2 separate regions of the Mus musculus genome follow, and region 1 is linked to region 2. The links are chromatin contacts, called in public HiChIP or PLAC-seq maps. All regions are on one chromosome and are shown on one strand. Each heading gives the region's core, a stretch centred on a gene start, on an enhancer-like site or on the middle of the called end of the contact. The rest is flanking DNA. Distances are from core to core; before and after follow the strand shown. Region 1 has its middle 98 kb from the start of Gm39447. Region 2 overlaps Osbpl10 (oxysterol binding protein-like 10).

Region 1 (7,126 bases), core at 1,236-3,735, 380 kb before region 2:
ATCTGGCCTTATGTGGAAAGTGACAGTGCCATGTAGCAATAAGGTAAGTCCAGTCAACACAACCTTTATTTTTTAATTCTGAAGAGCTATGGGCCATTTGTTATTTTTCTTGGAGAGGTTTTGGTCCTTGGAGTCTTTCTTTGCCGCACTTCCGGTCTCCCTGTCCGACTTGATATTATGGTTTGAACAGAAAATATTCCCCCAGGCGCATGCTTTTGAGCACTTGGTCACTGGCTATTGCTGCAGTTGGGGAGGCCGTGGGAAAGTTTAGTAGGGAAGGCCTGGTTGGCAGGAGTGAGGTAACAGGAAGCAGTCTTCGAAGGTTACATCTGCTCCTGGTTCACATGTAACCTCTGCTTCCTGTCTGATGCTGTGACTGAGAAGTAGCAACTGCCGCTCCTTCTGTCAGGGAGCATTCTGCCACGCCTTGCCACGCCTTGCCACGCCTTCCCACCCCTACTGCCAGCCTTCCCTCAGAAACTGTGAGCCAAAATAACCCTTTCTTTCCTAGACTGTAATTGTCAGAGGTGGTGACGTGATTGACGTGTTGGTATGTGACGTGACGTGATGACGTAATGGCATACTGACCTGACGTGTGACGTGGCAACGTGAACAATAACTTGCAGTGTTCTTTACAGCGAGGCATGTAGAGGAGGACTGTACGCAGGTTCGTGTGGAAGCGATAGGGCAGTGCCAGGCTTGTGTCCCAGAGCGGCCACCACGATTTAGAATTAGGTCTCTCCTATAAAGTTTGAGTGAAAGTTTAAAGGCGTGCTTAAATGTTTCTGCTCTGAAAGAGGATGAGAGAAAAAGTGGGAGTGTGAAGAGGTCAAAAGCCAAGGGGAAATGCAGGTAAACGGTCAATGAACATACTAATAAATATTACATTTTAGCATAGTCTGAGTTGGAAATGCAGATAGTCATAGTCTGAGTTGGAAATAGTGAGACTATTTTCTGCCCATCGCATTAGCAAATCCTGTTCTGCTTTCTAAAATATCAATACCAACGTTTACAGAGAGATCTGTGCATGGTGTGTGTACAGAGAATGTCGGAATCAGGCACTCATGGATTATGTATGGCAAAAATTTAAATTTTTTTACTTTCTAGAGATAATCTGGCAATATATTTTTTACATCCTATAATTTTCCATAAACTTTCACTCTAGAAATATAGCCTATGGAATTTTGTATCTGTGAATATAAATGCAGGACTCATGGGACTGTGATGGGTAACCCTGTGCCAACTTGGATGGATGTGGTTCACAGATATAGTGGTATTGCTGTGAGTACATTTTATGTGAGACTTTTTCATTCTGAGTATAACAGGTTGCCCTCACAATGTAGCTTAGCCTCATTTGGCTTAAGGAAAGCCTGAATGGAGCCAAAGATGACATTCTGGCAGCGAGAGACTCTGCCCAGATTTACAATGGATTTGAACTACAGCACTAGGCTATAGGCTGCTGGCCACCCAGTACATTTGCATTTCAAACCTTCATATCATACAAGTTGATTCATTAAACTCTAAATGTGCAGATGGACATTTGGATGGGTGGATGGAGAGAGAGAGAGGGAGGGAGAGAAGGGGGAGAGGGAGAGGGAGAGGGAGAGGGAGAGGGAGAGGGAGGGAGGGAGAGAGAGAGAGAGAGAGAGAGAGAGAGAGAGAGAGAGAGAGAGAGAGAGAGAGAGAGAGAGAGAGGACAAGTCCCATAGGTTGATCATCCAACCACCCCCACCCAAAGGAAGTGATAGGGCATAGGGCAGTGCTGGGTTTGTGTCCTAGAGTGGCTGCCATGGTTGAAAATTAGGTCTCTCCTGTAGAATCTGAGTGAAGATTTAAATGCATGTTTGAATGTTTCAGCTATGGAAGAGGATGAGAAAAAAAGTGACAGAGTGTGAAGAGGTCAAAAGCCAAGGGGAAATGCAGATAGATAGATAGATAGATAGATAGATAGATAGATAGATAGATAGATAGATAGATAGATTAAGGTAGGTAGATAGATAGATGATAGACAGATAATTGATATAAGACAGATTAGATAATAGATCATTGATAAATGATAGATGACAGTAGATAGATGATAGACAGATAGACATATAATATATATATGATATATATATATATATATATATAATATATATGATAGACAAACAATGTTTACATAGACATGCATCTTTTTATCTGTCCTTCCTGAGAACCCTGACTAAGGATCAGATAGAAAATCACCTCACTCTCCCCTCACCCCTACACTTCTAAATTACTCTATAGAATTGACTAACTCTGTCTGTCCCTGAGGGAAGGATGTTGACCTCTTCGCTGTTTGTGGCCATAGTCACATGTAAGCAGGTACCTTCCAGCCATAAACTAGGCTCCTCTCTGTTATGATGACTCCAGCCTGGGAGGTCACCTCAGTCTCCAGCTCCACCCCTCCTCCTCCAACTCCCCCGCCTTGCTGGGGCCTCCTCAGCCCTTCTAGCCAACCCCCAGGCTGCCTCCTGCTCCTAGGAGGCGGGGTCAGGAGAAAGAGAAACCTGTCCTGCCAGCAGTGAGATGGCATGGGCTTTGCTGAAAGGCAAGCCCAAGGGCTCCTCAAAGGCTGTCTCCCCACAGCTCAGCCTGCTTCTTTGCCTCCTCCCTCAGGCTTCAGCTCCCTGACTTCCAGCAGCCATTGTGCACAGACAGCACATTGTCCACCCATCCCCTCTCCCTGGCTTAGGCTTGTTCTCTCTCCGATGTCACCAGGACAGAGTACAAGATATTAACAATTCAGCTGTCCCTGTCCACGTGTGGTCTGAGTGCTCACTGTCTCAATTCTGGTTCTTCAAGGTGGACCTATGAAGTTCTTAGCGCGTTTCGAGAGGAAGCCAGCCTGTCTCTTGCCATAGGTATGGATCAGAGAGATCCCCAGGGAGACATACCCATTCAATACTCTTCTCCCGTATAGCACAATCACCCTCAATCCTCACGGGGGGGATTGGTCCCAGCTCCGCCCACCACAGGATTCCTAAATCCATGAATGCTCGAATTTCTTACATAAAATGGCTCTCTATGCACATCTTACCCACAGCCCAACCCTCCTCCCCGGTATCAACTCGTCTTCATGTGACTAATAACTTCTAATACAATGGAAATGCTATGCAAGTGGACAGTCAAGCCTGCTAGTGCTAAGCTCAAATGTCAGATTGTAAATAGTTGTGACCCACAGTTGGACCAGCGGATGTGGGGTCTCTCCTGTTCTCAGGTACGATCTCAGCTTCCTTTCAGTAAGTGCTTTAGGTAACCAGAGTTGTAGGAGACCTTGCAGTCCAGCGATCTTAAAGGAGTGGCCTAGCCACCTGCCACAATGCACTAATTAAAAAGACAAGGAGCTGGTGGGAAACAGAAAGAGAATTGAGCAGCATGTTTTGAGAGGATGAAGCGATGCATGACCTCATCCATCTTTGGGTTACTGACGTGAGCTGTAAGTTCCCACAGAGACAGAACTGGAGTACAGGGGAAAAAGGCAGATATGACTCAGCAGTCCTGGCTACTGTGTGTTCTGGTTGGTAATTACCCATGGTCTAGTTTTGCAACGTAGCCTAAAGCTGTCCTTGTTGCTTGAGGGGACAGGGTTGGCACTGCTCCAGGGTGCAACCTTACCCTCATGAATAACTGCTCTTATCTGTGGCACTGTCTTGTCTGGAAAAGTTCTGTTTGCTATGCCTGGACGCAAAGGTGACTGCAGGATTGGGATAATTACAGCAGATTGGTAGGGATCTTCTGGGATGTAAGGAGGTAAGAGGTAAGTAGGTCACTGCCAGAGAAAGGAAGGGCGGAGAAGCCAGGCATGCAGCCTGCATTTAGTTACCACAGGGGCCTGCGTGAGGCGTCAGTGTGTTTTAGGGCAAGCACTTCTAAGTGGCCACTATACACACAGGGCTACCTAGCCCCACTCAGGAATGCCAGGAAGCAAGGCTCTTACTCTAACCCTTTGAACAACCTCCAGGCACCAGAGGGCCGTCCCAGTTTGGCAGATGCTGAAAGGTTAGCCTCAGAGAAATTAACTCGATTTTCTAAGATCCCACAAGCAACCCTCAGCCAAGCATTCATTTCAACAATGACCCGTCTGTAGCTCACACTCCTGCATTACAGCTGTTAATGAAAATGATTAAGGGAGGCTTATCCTAAAATGACCTTTCATCTTCTCCCAAACCATCCCTTCATGTCCTCTGCTAGAGTAGGATACGGGCACAGTGAATACAAGTAGGGGCCAGAGTGGGGAGAACCCAGAAGGAACTGCCTGCTTGTGACGGAGCCCTGGTCCACCTCAGCTGAGATGCCCGACTCTTCCTGTCACTTCTGAGGCCACTCAGGATCTGCAAGACATCTGTTGAGAGCCCCAAGTTTTTGTGTTTGGAACAAAAGAGAGGACCGGGGATGGAGGGATAGTGAAGAAATAGTTTATTAAGAAAGCGAGGTTGAGCTGGGGCCGGGGTGGGGGGGTGGGGGTGGGGTTGGGGGGATGCACAGCTTTAATCCCAGCACTCAGGAAGCAGAGGCAGGAGGATCTCTGAGTTTGAAGCCGGCCTGGTTTAAAGAATGCATTCCAGGACAGCCAGGGTTACAAAAAGAAACTGTCTTGAAAAACAAAAACAAAAAAAAGGAAGGAAAGAAGGAAGTTACAAAGACAGACAGACAGATGGCCAGACAGACACACAGACAGACAAGAGAGTTAGAAGGTTGGAAGCACTACTGACAGCCCCTGGAGGGATGAGCCTCTTTAGGGGACTCAGTGCCAGCCTCCTCCCACCCTTGGAGATCCCCTGAGCTCTGTCCCCTTCACATAGAGGTGGTCAGGAGGGCTTTCTGGTCTTCTGACTACTGGCTTCTTTCATATGCTAATCTCAATGCCCCCCCCCCTCTCTCTCTCTCTCTCTCTCTCTCTCCCCCCCCATACCTGATTCTGGCACACAATACCTGCCTCCTACCCTGGTAGACATGAACAAAGGCTGAACCTTAGGAAGAGTCTATGAAAATCACCACCGAGGCTGGGGCAGGGAACTCAAAGGGTAAACACACTTGCTAAGTAGGAAAGAGGACCACAGTTCATATCCCCAGCAGCCACATAAAAGTGATGGCTGCGGTGGCCTGCCTGCAGCCCTAGCACTCAAGAGGTAGAGACCAACCAGGCATTCTGAGAGCAAGCTGGCAAACTTGTGTAGTCTCAGCTCCTTCAGCAAGAGACCTTGCTTGATGGAGCAAATACAGAGTGATCGAAGCCAACAGCAGTGTCTACCTCTGGTCTCTACGCCCTCTTATAATCATGCACACACACACACACACACACACACACACCACATACATGCAAACATGCATACGTGCATGTAGCATATACACACGGATGAACTATATACACTAAAAGACCTCCTAGCTACCTCTGAGAATGAGGAAACCTCGAAAGAGCTCTATGTTCAATGTAGCAAAGTGGGTGGCATCCCTCCAACTATCTGCTGATTCTTTGCTGGAGGTGGGGTTGGGAAGGGGGGCTGGGAGCAGCTAGAGTCTTTTCTTCATTGAAGTGAATGCTGCCGCTCCCTAATCCTTGCATTCCTGAACCAGCCCCCAAACCAAGCATCAAAGGGGCTTTGTTCAAACTAGGACTCACCTGCCCCAAGGGCCTTCCCAAATCCCTCCAGGTCTTCTTACTCCACAGCTGGAATCTGCACTAAGCTTCCAAAGGCTGACCCCCAGAGGTCGCACACAGCACAATCCCCTTCCTGCCTGCTGGCCTGCCTCATTTCCCAAACTCTTAAGTCACTATCCTCCAGTCCCAATGCTGACTTTTTTTTTTGTTTGTTTGTTTTTTTTGGTTTTTTGAGACAGGGTTTCTCTGTATAGCCCTGGCTGTCCTGGCACTCACTTTGTAGACCAGGCTGGCCTCAAACTCAGAAATCTGCCTGCCTCTGCCTCTGCCTTCCAAGTGCTGGGATTAAAGGCGTGCGCCACCACGCCCGGCCCAATGCTGACTTTTATCCATCATCATCATCACCACGAAGGCAACGCATGTTTGTTATAAAAATATTCAAACACCATAGATGAGCAGATTTGAGAACTAAGAGGCACCATTACTGCAGCAAACAAAGAACAGTCCTGGCTAGCATGTTAGAATACATCTTCCCAGACATTTTTCTCTGCGGAGATGTATCCACTTAATGTTGCAATAGAGATCACGCTGAAAATCGTGGAAATGAACTTGCTGTTTTTAAACACTTGGCACTACATTGAGAACATTTTTCCATGTCATTAAATATCTACATGATAGTTTTTCCCCCACTATTTTGCAATAGGAACCAAATGTGATCATCTCTGTGCAAACACAAAAGCAATCCACCCTGAAATGTTCATGCTTTTTGCCCAGGCCATGGTTTCCATGAGGGAATTATGGGACTATCAGGCTCAATCTAAAGAATATCGGTTTGATTTGATTGCTTTTTAATGGAGAAATAAGGATTTTGCTTAAGTTCTCAACAAATTATTCTTAAGAGTTATGGGTACGGGGCTGGAGAGATGGCTCAGTGGCAAAGAGCACTGACTGCTCTTCCAGAGGTCCTGAGTTCAATTCCCAGCAACCACATGGTGGCTCACAATTATCTGTAATGAGATCTGATGCCATTTTCTGGTGTGTCTGAGGACAGCTACAGTGTACTCATATAAATAAATCTTTAAAAAAAAAAGTTATGGATACAACTGGCTTAGCACATGTCTCAATTCTCATCTATCTAAAGTTTTCAGGTCACCAGGGCAGGAGAGATGGCTTAGCAATTACTGGCTGTTATCCCAGAGGACACAACAGCTCATAGCCATCTGTAATTCCAGTTCCAGGAAATCTAATGCCCTCTTCTGGCCTCTGTGGGCACCAGGCACACATATAGTATACATATATATATATGCACCAGGCACACGGAGGGTGCACATATATACATGGAAGCAGAACACTCCCCCTACATACAAGCATAAAGAAAGAGAGGGAGAGAAAGGGGAGGGAGAGAGAGAGAGAAGGCGAGGGAGAGGAGGGAGGAAGAGACAGGGAGAGACACACTCTGCCTCACAGTTACCTATTGCCAGGTAATGCCTTGCTTACTATAAAAAG
Region 2 (7,411 bases), core at 4,740-7,239:
ATGGCCTCTCGGTGAGCCTGGAGCTTCATCGAGGCTAGCTGAAAGAGCTCCAGGAATCCACCCGTCTCCATCTTCTCAGAGCAGACAATACAGATACACACTGCTGCACTCACACAGCTCTTTATGTGGGTGCCTAGCTCACACCCGAGTCCTCACCCTACTGTGGCCAGCACTTGACCAGAATCACCTCCAAATAACGAGTTTTACCAACATTATTTTCAACTCAAGAAAAAAATGTATAATATTTTACATTAAAGACATTATTATTCACAGTTCAGGAAAGATGTTCATAGTGTGGGCACAAACAGCTGCTCTTGTTGCCAGATGTGGGTAGCTGCGGTGGGTATTAAGAAGGTCAATCCTGATGGGCCAAAATGCCTGGTTCATTCTAGCAAGAAATAATTCTCCCCCCCTCCCGCCCCCCACATCAGCCCCACTTGCCCCAGCCTTATTCATTTTATGTATGTGAGTACACTGTCACTGTCTCCAGACACCAGAAAAGGACATCCCATTACAGATGGTTGTGAGTCACCATGTGGTTGCTGGGAATTGAACTCAGGACCTCTGGAAGAGCAGTTGATGCTCTTAACCGCTGTGCCATCTCTCCAGCCCGCAAGAAATAATTCTTACAAGTAGCAGCCTGCTAAGACAAAAGAATTCTCCTGATCTTCCTTTGATCTGCCCTATGAGGGGGGAAAAGATTTTCTCCTCCAATATGATTTTATTATTATCATGAAATATCTTTGAGCTTATTAATGAAGATGGGAATAATTACAGGTGGATTTCTTATATTTTTGGTTGTGAGTCTAGCCTCTCATGGCTAAGCCGTCTCTCCAGCCCCACAGGTGGATTTCTTTACCCCAGTCTGGCAAGGTGGATAAATAGGTAATTCAGCTTTCTTCCAGCCTGGAGATTCAGTTCCCCACCTATGAGCAGAGATAAATGGTGAGAGGAAAGATAGGCTGGGGGAGGGGCTGACTTATCCTTCAGGTCTCAGGTGTTCCATCCTCAAAGCAATCTTGTCCAACAGCATCCTTCCTGAACTTGCTCAGAGAAAAGTCCAGAAGTGGGCTAAATCTTTAGCACCCGAGAGAATCTGACTGGTGGACATAAAATAAGATAGCAGCAAAAATGGGTGTGTGTGTGTGTGTGTGTGTGTGTGTGTGTGTGGAGAGAGAGAGAGAGAAAGAGAGAGAGAGAGAGAGAGAAGAGAGAGGGAGAAAGAGAGGGAGGAGAGAGGAAAAGGGAGAGAGGGGAGAGGGAGAGGAGAGAGATAATGTATATGTGGGTGTGCATATGTGTATGTGTGTGAGTATATGTGTGTGTATATGAGTGCATGTATGTGTTTATGTTATGTGTGAATGTATGTGTGTATGTGTATGAGTGTGTATATGTGTATTGTGTGAGTGTGTATGTATGTATATATGTATATTGTGTGAGTATATGTATGTGTGTATGTGCGTGAGTGTATATGTGTATATACATATGTGTGTATATATGTGTGTGAATTGCTGAGTGTGGTGTTATCTAACCAAGTGTACTTGTATGTCAAATTTTCTCTTCTTAGTGCCATGCTCAATACTTCTCTATACATACACATAGGAGACAACATACTTCCCCATACATACATATATATGTAGACTACATATATACACATGTAGGAGACTATATAACTCTGCTGCTTAAACTGAAGTAAAATGTAAACCTAGAGGCCTTCTCAGCCCGAGAGCTGGCAGGTTCCCCCCTCCCATCCCCGTACATTCCAGCCTGGCTAACATCGAGCCATGTTCATTACCACCTTGGGCCTTTGACCATACCATACCTTCTTCCCAGAAGCTGCTCCTCCAGACCCCCTCTGGGGAGGTGGGGGGAGTTAAGTTAACTAAGCATCACTTGCTCAGAGGCCTCTTGTGAAGTCCCTAGTGTGAGGGACTTCCCAAAGCCATTGGGAGCCACACTGCAGGTTACTGTACCACTATACCACTGCTGTCTGGGCTCAGCCAGGGCATGCATAGGACCCACTGTTGTCTGGGCTCTCCCAGGGCACACACAGGATTCACTGCTGTTTGGGCTCAGCTAGGACACACAAAGGGCCCACTGCTGTCTGGGCTCAGCTAGGACACACAGAGGGTCCACTGCTATCTGGACTATCCCAGGGCACACACTGGAGTCTTGTCCCTCTTTCCTCCCCCTTTTCCTTGCCAGCTCCTTGGAGGTAGAGGTAGCACTGCCCTTGCTCTCAGCTGACCCAGCACCTAGACTGTGACTGGGCAGGACAGATACTTGGCTCCACATGCATTGAGAAATGAGCATTAGAAGGCACTCAGAGAGGTAGATTTCACCTGAATAACTTTCATAGCCCCTCAATAGTCTCAAAATTCAAACAGGCCAGAGAAAAGTGGGACGGGAGATACCAGCTGCCAGGGCCTGGGGAGTATGTGGGAGGCAGGAGGGTTGGTGCTCAGCAAGAGAGCTTTGGCTTTGCAAGATGAAAACATTGGGGGTTTGTTCAAAGCAATACAATACAGTGACACTGTTAACTATTCATTGCACTGTTAACTCAAAAAGCAGGACCAGTCATGCTGCTCAGTTGCTAACAGTGTGTGTCTGGTATGCATGCACGAAGTCCTAGATCCAATTCCCAGCATAACCCAGACATGATGGTCTGCTCCTATGAGCTCAGACCTCAGAAGCATGAGGCCATCCTTGGCTATACGATGAGTTTGAATACATCCTAGGCTACCTGAGACCCCATCTTAAAGAAGAATGAATGGGGCTGGAGAGATGGCTCAGCAGCTAAGAGCACTTGTTGCTCTTGCAGAGGACCTGGGTTCAACTCCCAGCACCTATATGGTGGCTCACAATCATCTGTAACACTTCCATAGGCAACAGAACCCTCTTCTGACTTCCATAGACACCATGAATGTGTGTGATTCATATACATACATGCAGGCAAAACATCCATGTACACAACCTTTTAAAAAGATGAATGAGTTCATACATGAATGGATAGATAAATATGGCCCAGTATGGAGAAAGCCAGTCTGTCCCCTGGTTTAGTTTCACTTGCCTCGCCTGGTCCCCTCCCCCCCCCACCTCTACCCCCCACCCACGTTGAACCCTGTTGGCTAGGGATCCAATGCTTGTATCCCCAGTCCATTCATATTTTGTTGTCTTCATCTCTAATCTAACAAGATCTGAGGTCGGAATTTTCTAGAAGTAATTAGCATTGAGTGGGATCATCAGCTAGAACCTTCAACAGGATCTGTATCCTTAAAAACAAAAGACCAGAGCTGTCACCTCACATGCACAGCAGGAGGAAGCCCATGTTGGGAGTGAGGAAGGGCAGTGCCCATCAGTGGGGGAGGGGAACCCCATCAGCCAGAGCCTGGCTTGGATGCCCAGTCTCCGGCACTGCCAAATACATGCATCTGTTGGTCGCACCATGGCGATTGGAGCTTTAGCTGACTGAAGTCCTTTCTATGTCAAATCTTGACGGTCTGTTCATTGTGGGTTGGTTTTACGTTAATTTTAAAGTACAGCATATTAAAGCATCACTTATCACAATTCCTGAGCTGTTTCCGCATTAATGTACGCACATGCATCTATAGTTCTGTATGTGTGCGCACACATACGCACATACACGAGTGTGCACTCCCACAGGTACATGTAAGCATGATGGTCAGAAGACAGTTGACGGGGTTTGGTTCTCTCTACCATGTGGCTCCCAGGGACCAAGTCAGGTGATGAGCCTTGGCAGCAAATATGTTTACCAGTGAGCCACCCCAGAGTCTAATTCCTGAGTTTTGGGGCACTAGAATTCTCTGCTCCGGCCTGTTGTCTCATTGGTTTTATCTGAGCCCTGAACTGATAATTTTTCTAAACATAATGATATATCTCACATCACAAAGTGATTGAATTAACCATTGGCATGTAGAAAAATATCATACTACTATGAAGAGTGCCAACAGACAAGTGCTTGCCACACAAATGTGAAGCCCTGAGTTCAATACCCAGCACAGCCACATGGATACAACATACACACATAGGGATAGCCCACACGTAACGTCCCCAAAATAGTGTCTAGTGAGCAGGGAGCTCAAGCGTGCCTTGTCTTCCTCACTAACTTATCCTGGCTGGGATAAGTACAAAATATAGGTTCAAGAAGGCTTATGCCGGGCGGTGGTGGCGCACACCTTTAATCCCAGCACTCGGGAGGCAGAGGCAGACGGATTTCTGAGTTCGAGGCCAATCTGGTCTACAAAGTGAGTTCCAGGACAGCCAGGACTATATGGAGAAACTCTGTCTTGAAAACCAAACAAACAAAAAAACCAAACAAACAAAAAAGAAGGCTTGTTAAAAACAAAACAAAAGCATATACAACACAAACTGCCTTTATGGTTTATGCATTCTCCAAAATCTCAAAGGCAGGATAAGAGAAATACAGTTTTTGTAGCAAAAAAATAAAAACAAAACAAAACAAAAAAAACCAACCAATATGGAATGTGGATCAAAACCCACCAGGTACATATCAGAGTGAGGGTCTCCAGGTTAACAGTGAAAGAACAGCCTGCATCCTTCTTTCTCTCTTTCTTTTCCCTTTTCTGAGCCAGGCTGGTTTCAAACTCACAATCCTCCTGTCTCCCAAGTGCTGGGATCTCAGGTGTCTCCTGGGAGCCTCAATGTGCTGAGTGTCACCAGCCCTCTGACCAGTGATGTCCCCAGGAAGCCTCTCCCGCTGGTTCCTGGTGACCTCATCTCTCAGGTTCAATAAACCATCTCGGGGTTTCAGAGTCAGGCTGTAGCCTTCAAAGTGGATAAAAGTGTGAGGCGTATCTGGGGCAGAAAGCCAGTGTTCCTAACTTGTATGTGTGTAGAGGAATGGAAATGGTACCCGTGCATGCAGAGACCGTTGGAAATGGTGTGCACACGTGTGTGCAGAGGCCACAGGAAACTTCCGGGTGCCAGTCCTCAGGTGCTGCCATCTTGTGTTTTTGAAACAGTGCATCTCTCATTTGGCCTGGAACTTGCTGACTGAACTAGCCTGGTTGGCCAGCCCTGGATCCTTCCCGTCTCTACCTCCTCCATCCAATGCTGGGATAACAAATGCATGAGGTGCCTGGCAGCAAGGCTTTTCCCACCTTTCTTTTTAACCCGAGTTTGAGGACTGAACTTGGGTCCTCACACTTACATGATAAGCACTGTATTGAAAGAACCATCTCCTGGTCCCTGGCTACCTGCCTTCTTTATGGAAAAATTGCCACTCAAGAACTTTGTTTTGACTGATTAGAAAGCTCACCCACCTGAAACACACCTCGAGGTTAGCTCGTAGCTTTTCCTACCTATCTTACTGATGGGCATGATCTCATTTCTCATTGTCTTAAAGCCATATAATAAAAGTGACTGGCAGTGGGCAGTTTTGCCAGAAGGAGGGAGCAGACAGAAAAGGCAGGCACTGAGTGGAGGAGGAGGAGAAAGGGAAGTGGGCACCAGGAAAGCCCAGGATAGCCATGAGCATCACCTGTCACCATTTCCAGTGGGACATGCCTATCAGCAGCACTTTCCAGGAATCTTAGGAGAGGAGGAGAATGTTCTAGAACATGAGAGAGGGACTATGGACCTTCTACCCCAGCTCTCCCGGTACCTGATTTGCTTCAGTCCTTATTCAGGCCCACCCATGTGAGGAGTGGGTGTGGCCTCCGCCCCAAGATGGCGCCCAGGACGGCTGCCAGGTCTTATGACCTGCATCTGACTTCCTCATTACCTCAGACTTAGCCACATCCCAGCTGCCCGCACTGCGCAGACGCCATGCCTCGTCAGCTCGCCTGAGGTGTTGTCACTTGCTGTGAACCAATGGACTGCCGTTTTGGGACTGGGGTGATTGGGAGGAGTCAGTAGGGTATTTAAGGCGCGCCCCGGGGTTGTTCCAGGGATTCCTGCATTGCAATGCCAAGTGTTCCTGAATAAAACCTGCTTGTAGAAGGACAATGTGGTGTTACATCTTTCCTGCTGGTAGGGGTGGATGTGACACACCCAAGTCACCGTCCTGACAGAGCTAGCCCTAGCACCTCATTTCCCAAGCCCACTTTGCGCCCAGCAGGCTGGAGATCCAGCTCTGACTCAGAAGCACACTGAGCGGTTACAGCCCTTGCTGGGAGCTGGATCTCCACTCCCTGAACAGTGAGCCTGGAAGTAAGTAACCAACAAGAAAGAGAACAAAGTCCTTTGAACCCCAGTCCCTTCAAGTTTCAATTCCCCTCCATGCTGAGAACCCAAGTGCAGTCCCAGCTCCAAGCTCCTGGCCGTGTCTGCTCACTTTTTATGTAGATCTAGGGCTGGTGAAAGACAGACTCGCAGCCCCTCCTGACCAGGCACATGTCCCCATTGAGCTGATGGTGAGGAATGGAGAGAAAACTGCACGCTTCAAGCCTTGACTGAAAAGCCCAATCACTTTATTCTTCCTTGCAAACCTCTCTAAAAAACATTCGAGATGCCCCACCCACACCCCACCCCCCCCAGAGACGGTCCTGGGAGTCAGGTTGCACAGGAGGGAGCAGGTACGTATGCCTGGGACAAAAGATGGACCAGAGTGTGACATCTTTAGATAATGGCGCCTCAGCCAACCAGATTCCCAGAAGACGCTCAGAAACCTTTCAGGACATGAACTACTCTGATATCACAAGGGGCAGGGGTAGATATCAGTAGAGTGTTTGCCTAGCAGGCACAAAGCCCTGGGTTCGGTTCCCAGTACTGAATAAAGTATGGCGCTTCTATTCCCAATGGTTGGGAGGTAGAGGCAAGAAGACCAGGAGTTCAAGGTCCTTGGCCATGTCTGAAAGTCTGTCTTTAAAATTAGTGTTCACTGTTTTAGAAACCATAGGTAGGAACGTGTAAGTCTTGAGAGTTGGGAGCGGAGGAGACGAGTCACCTATCAAGTTTCAGGCTCCCTCCCACTAATCGAGTCACGTGTGACGGCACAGTGGTGAGCTAAGATGCCTTCCAGCTTCTGGCAGGGTTTTCTGACAAAATGGTCATGAAGGATGGGTGGGGGCCGGGGAGACAGCTCAGTGGATGAAGTGCTTAGTGTAACCTCGAGGGCTGAGTCTGACCTCTACCACCCGTGTTAAAATTAAAAAGCAGGTACGCTCAAGAGTTTGAGAAGGCAGACACAGGTAGGTCCTCAGCCACCCTGTCTGGACAAGCTAGTCTACTGTACTTTTTAAAAAAATATTTATTTTTAATTAAGTGTATGTATATGGCACAGGAGGGAGCAGTATGGTGGATACATGCATTTGAGTGTAGGCATCTGTGGAGGCCAGAGGGGAGTGTCAGATTCCTGGGGCTGGAATTACAGTCAGCTGTGGGCCACGTGATGTGGGTGCTGGGAACCTAGCTCTACCAAGTGCTCTTA

Evidence for each region. HiChIP or PLAC-seq counts read pairs in DNA pulled down with a chosen protein or histone mark.
Region 1: an H3K27ac HiChIP or PLAC-seq map of embryonic stem cells shows a contact between it and region 2, with 4 times the contacts expected there. The contact joins two enhancer-like sites. A contact is called at or near these places in 3 of 115 datasets of contacts at active chromatin or transcription factors (all in embryonic stem cells).

What each region holds. Positions count from the first base shown.
Region 1 is chr9:115,544,515-115,551,640 of GRCm38.p6, reverse strand. No RefSeq gene overlaps it. Among named protein-coding and RNA genes, the nearest start is that of Gm39447, 98 kb to the right of the region's middle. Within about 2 kb of position 2,485, at least 69 of the 459 cell types and tissues checked have an H3K27ac peak or open chromatin away from gene starts, as enhancers often do. A contact at or near this core is called in embryonic stem cells, where this site is marked.
Region 2 is chr9:115,168,264-115,175,674 of GRCm38.p6, reverse strand. All of the region lies in intron 5 of Osbpl10 (oxysterol binding protein-like 10), which reads right to left. Among named protein-coding and RNA genes, the nearest start is that of Gm4665, 14 kb to the left of the region's middle. Within about 2 kb of position 5,989, at least 13 of the 459 cell types and tissues checked have an H3K27ac peak or open chromatin away from gene starts, as enhancers often do. A contact at or near this core is called in embryonic stem cells, where this site is marked.